Regions from separate parts of the Gossypium hirsutum genome. Here region 2 is linked to region 1. The links are chromatin contacts, called in public Hi-C maps. All regions are on one chromosome and are shown on one strand. The core of a region is the stretch at or near the end of the contact, and the rest is flanking DNA. Distances in the headings are between cores, read along the strand shown.

What was found. A called contact is a pair of places that touch in the nucleus more often than the background predicts.
Region 2: a Hi-C map of leaf shows a contact between it and region 1, with 2.5 times the contacts expected there. The contact joins the promoter of LOC107954934 here to the promoter of LOC107954738 in region 1. A contact is called at or near these places in 9 of 34 Hi-C or Micro-C datasets (anther, callus, hypocotyl and 1 more).

Annotation. Positions count from the first base shown.
Region 1 is chrD07:36,003,388-36,006,388 of Gossypium_hirsutum_v2.1, reverse strand. LOC107954738 (histidine kinase 2) reads right to left here and starts at 1,597. Exons shown (of 15, transcript XM_041096574.1): 1 at 325-1,597. The coding sequence starts at 720.
Region 2 is chrD07:36,236,702-36,239,596 of Gossypium_hirsutum_v2.1, reverse strand. LOC107954934 (WRKY transcription factor 1) reads left to right here and starts at 1,629. Exons shown (of 5, transcript XM_016890628.2): 1 at 1,629-1,931; 2 at 2,666-2,895. The coding sequence starts at 2,666.

The DNA.
Region 1 (3,001 bases), core at 348-2,847:
AAGGATAACAAGACAAGAAAATAGGTTATCATATCATATATCATAATACCATAATCAGATTCATGTTTGCAATTATTTCTAGTGCAACTACAATTGAAATTGGGAAAAACCAATCAACAATATTTTGAATCTGCATCATCTTCTGCAAACGGAAATTCCAATAGAACAAGACCAAATTTGACTGTATCTTGTTTATGTTGGCCAAATCAGCCTTAATGGTTCATAAACCAAAACAAGAGTCTTGTAAAAGAAACAGTTTTGTCAATATATACCAATTCCAGCTACAAACCAAACAACTTAAGCCAAAAAAAGGTGCAAATTTACCTGATCTGATTCGTAGAAGAAAGAAGCTAAAGCATGAAGCTGGTTCTTGCTAACATTGAAATGTTGGAGCAAGATTCTTGCGTTGTCTTCACAAGAAGGGGGAATTTTCTCAGTCCCCTCCGAGGGTACGCCATTGAAACTTGTCAAGAACCAAATAAACCCAACAGAAAAGAAGCCTAAAAGCCAGAGGAAGATAAGGTATCTGTTCCATTTCTTGAAAGAATTGGATCGATGCATAATCTCCTTAGCCTTTTTTAGCCTGGAATTTGCTGGCAATCTACAAGTAGAAGCGGGAAATTTGCCGTTCATAGACATCTTGACTAAAGCACATCTATGTATTTCCCCGAGGAGCCCTGAGAGCTTCACAAAATTCCCAGTTCCAGAAGAACAACTCATGAAAGTAAAACCTCCAAGGTGACCCCCAAAGATCACAAATTCCACTGCAGATTTAAACTTTCCCAAAACGAAACCCTGAATAATTCTTCACCTAACCAAGTACCATAGCTCACCACCTCACTTCTTGACAAAAAAAAAGCTCCATCTATCTACCATACCAAGAAAGCAAAGTGGTCCAAACTCCAAACTCTTTGCTTTCTCTCTTTACCATCCACTTTATAGTTCAAACACTTAAAATATTTTCCTTTTCTTTTCATTCTCCCATCAAAAACCTTACCTTGTTTTCGAAACAACACCCAAGACAGGATCAGCAACCATGCCAAAACAAAACAACCAGAACCCAACCCAGCGCTTGTTTTGGGCAACCAGTGAGGGAATCATTTAATGAAGTAAAAAATAGCCTCTCTCTTTTTTTTTCTTTCTATACCAAGCTTACTCAACCTACTCTCAAAGGCTTTAGATCAAAAGGAATCAAGACTGCAACTTTTTTATTTATTTTAAAAAAATCTAATCTTGAAACCAAAATTTTGGACTTTAACCCAGTTGGTTTGTGCGGTAACCCAACTGGAATCAATCATCAGACTTTGGATAAAGAGAGAGAGAAGATATTAACTTGTTTCTTTTTTTTTTTTTTCCTTTTTTAACACTCACTGGCCGCCCTTTCTCCCTATACTCAGTTTGGAGTCCAGCATTTGAAACTTTTTTTTTCCCTTTTTTTAACACTCACTGGCCCCCCTTTCTCCCTATACTCAGTTTGGAGTCCAGCATTTGAAACTGAGGTTTTGCGGTACATGATTATCTCATCATCTAGTGGGGAAGGTTTTCAGGCTCAAAAGCAAACAAACTCCTACATCAGAAAGCCACCCTTCCAACAACATAATTAATTAATTAAAAAAGTATTCTTCTTCCCACCCCATATTTATTACCCATTTCTTTATTACTTAATATCACATCAAGGTTTTCAACTTTTTTCACCATTTTTATATTCACTTTTCTGTACTATTTATTATTTTTTGTGTGCTTATTAGAGTCTCTCTTTTGCTTTTTGGTGAGTTGAAAGAGACCGCACCATTTCAGCGTTTAAAGATGATAGGGGTATTTTGTTTGCTTTGCTGTTGTTGTGCAGCTCGGCTCAGCTCAGATGTACGGATTCAGATACAGTATCAAAGGGAGTCAGAAAGTCAGACACTTGAAGGCTAAATATGGCTTTTCCCATTTCCCCATAGAAGCCACGCCACATAGCTTATATAGCTCAGACTTCAGTGTTTCAGACTCCACTCCTGTTTTCAATTTACATCTACTTTCTTCTTTTCTTTATAAATCTTTTTTTATTCATTGCAATTATTAAAAAATTAATCTTATACTTCAACCAAATTAAAAAAATATTTTTTAAAATTTAACCATTATCTCTATTACAATAAATTCAAACTAATTCAATCAAAAAAAAAACTAAATTAAAACTATTTGTAAACTAATGTTAAATTTATATTCTTTTAATATTATTTTTATATAAAATTTTATTTTTTATTTTGTTGCATTTCACATGGTGTCAAGTTTTCAGTTTATCTGTACTATACCATACCAATTTAATAAGTGAAATTATTTAAAAATCAATTTTAATAATTTTTTATTATTTTTATATGAAATATTCAAATAAAACAAATAAAAATTAAATATCTAAGAATTAAACTTGATACTAACAAAGGTTTATTTATAACTACTTTACCACTTAATCTATAATTTAATTATTGAATACAAAATCTAATATATATTGATTTTTTTATTGGGTTTTTGCTTTAATATGTGTTGTATTTCCTTTTATTAGAAAAATAAATGGGGCATTGCAATGGAGTCTAAATCGTTACTCACATGTCAACTTGAAATCATTTAATATTTTCTTACCAATAATTTTATTCACAAAGTAACTCCCAAAGTCAATTACTATTCTATTTCCAATATTATTATTGAATTTTTTCACTAATATTTTAATCATAGTCAATAGTTATAGTTTTTTATTATATCTTGCTATTTTTGACACAATACCTGACCCCTTCTTAATCCATAAATAGGAGGATAATGCGCTTCAACACACTCAAACTCACGTGCTCCTATATTGACAACAATACTTATGTCAATCAAATTAAGACTCAATTAACTTATTTATGATTTATTTATTAAATAATCTATCTAATTTAAAAAAATTATCGAAAATTGTTGAGCTTAAAATATATAGTTGACTCACTAATTAATGTGTAATTTATACCATGCAAATTATAAAATA
Region 2 (2,895 bases), core at 380-2,879, 230 kb before region 1:
GGACAACCTCTACTACCCTTACCCTTTATAAAAAAAAAAAACAAACTATTGTTACACGTATGTATATATACATGTGTGTGTTTTTTTACTCGGGCGACGAAAGAAGTTGTATGTATTAATTTAAATATATTATATTTTATGTTAAAATTTAAATACATAATTAAAATTTGAAATTGTTTAAATTTGAAAAATTAAAAGATACATAAATTAAAATTTAATATAATACAGGAAATTTAAATATTTAAATTTAATTTAATTTTTCAGGAATTTTTTAAATCATTTAATTATTTGTTTTGTAATATTGAAAATTAAATATTAACATATTTTAAAATTGAAAATTTTAACAATTTTCAATACCTTTTAAACAATTGAATTATTTTTTAAACATTCAAATTTATAAATTTAAATTAAATATATATGTTTAAAAAAGTTATTACACTTTTATAAATAAAATAGGAAATTTAAGAACTATTTATATTATATATATAGATAAACTTTTTAAAAACTTTCTAATATTAGAATTGACATGTTTTAAATTAGTAACGAGTATTCAAGCAATTTTCAAATATTTTTTAAACTATTAGTTTAAAAGTTTTAAAAGTTTTAGTACTAGAATTGATATGGTTTAATGTTTTTTTATTATTTTAAAAGTTTTTTCATTTTTAAACTACTATTGATTGTTGTAAATATTATTTGTACAATTTTATTTTAGACTTTTATCTAAATTTTTTATAATTTTTAAAAATGTCAATATTATGTTAAAATCTGTAAAAGAATGGTAATAAAATTTTAAATATTAGTGTAACCAATATTATTTTTCATACGTTTACCGTTAATAGATTTAAAAAAATTTAAAACATCTCAGATATAAATATTTTTCCTAATAGGATTTAAAATTTTAAAGTCTCAATTCACCAATTTTTTTATTTTTAAAGTCTCAAGTTTTTTACCTGTTCGAGCTTTTAAAAATTTCTTTTAAAATTTAAGATTTTCATATTAACACGTATAAACTTATAAAATTGTCAAATATCATAAAAATAAAATGCGAATACAAATTTTTAAAATTTTTAAATTTGTATTAATTAAAATATATTGTATAATTTTTATTTTATGATTGACATTATAAATAAATCTATAATTTTTATATATTTTTTAATTTGATATTTTTATTTGATAAAAAATAGTGTTTTAAATTATTATTATTATTTAAGGGGTATGCATATTAATTTAAGATGTTATTTTTTATCGAATAAAATATTAAATTAAAAATATATAAAATTATAAATGACTTAATTTTATTTATAATATCAATCATAAATTTAAATTTATATAAAGTTATAAAATAATTTTAATATATTTTAATTGATACATATAATTGAACATATGCATTGCTGGATAAGAAAATTAGCTCGATAATATAATAAACAAAAAATATTACATTATTTAGTTAAAAAATTTGTCTATATATTATAGACAGATAATATGGATTATAAATAAATATAAAAATATATTAATGTTAAAATTAAATAAAATAAAAAGTTATCCTTACATATTAATTCGAGCAAGCGGCATTGACTAAAATAAAGAAAAGCAAGCAATAACAGCGTCTCAAGAAAAAAAAAGGGAAAGGCAGATACATACACGAATGAGTGTTACTGCATGTATTCTATTTTTCCCCCCAACCTCTTCTTAACTTGCCTTTTCTTTCTTTCCTTTATTTTTTTAAATTATTTTATTGGGATTAGACTTTAACAACCTGAATCGCTATTTCCCCCACTCTGACTCTACTTACTTCCCCGATTTTCACTTTCCGACTCCAACCACCATCTCCGGCGTGATCTACGCCTCTCATCGACTCTTCTAATCACGCTCTTTCCGCCTGATATACGGTTAGGGTTTCTTGATGCTCTCATCCACACTTGCATAGCTAGGTAACTTTCCTTTTTTTTTTTTCTCTTTATTTCCTTCAGTTTTAACTTTCTCTCCCTCTCCCACCTAATTTATTTGTTATGGAATGAATTTAATTTCGTTTGCTGCCGTATTTCTGGGATTTTAGCTCTTAATTTGTTTCTACTCTGTGTTTGGTTGCTGAGAAACCCCGTAGTATTTGAGCGACAAAGTTTGCAAAACTATACTCATTCAATTAACTTGGAACTTTCTAATTAGTCTTATATTAAATTAACCATATCAAACCATATAAGCAAGTTGAGCAGTTTAATTTATTTTTTCAGGTGAATAAATGAAGCAACTTTCGAATTAATATTATATTAAATTAACCTCATAAATTTCATCGTTTCTTTAGTAGTTTAATTAGGAATTGTTAGTTTGGCATTCGGAATTATTTCCCGTCATGCTCTACATAAGTAAGACCGACCAAAAAAAAAAAGAAAAACAGAGAACTTGAAATGCATAAGTTTTCTGCAAAGGTTTTGGTTAATTGTGAAATTCTTAACTGAGGAAGCCCAGTCACGAGTTGATGCGATATATGATATGGTTATTCTCTAAACGTCTAAGCAATTGAATGCTAATGATTAATAAGGTGGCTAGCTGTTCTTCAGCTGGTTTTTTATTATATCTATAAAGTCATGGGCACAATGCTGTTTTAGTATATATACAAGGCCCTTTTTAATGGTAACTAAAGTGATAAAGAGGTTCTTTACTTCAGATGGTTTCTTTAGGGGAGTGTGTAACGGATGAAGTTGGTACGGATAAAGTACAGAGCCCAGATGCTGGAAGTCATGCATTGCAACAGACCTCTGATAGTAAAATTCAGTCATCACAATCTGATGAAGGGAGAGGAACCCTTGCACTTATATCAGAGGAAAATCCACTTCCTATTTCTGTGATCCATGCTTCACAGTCACAGCAACAAGGAAATGCTTACTCTATGACATC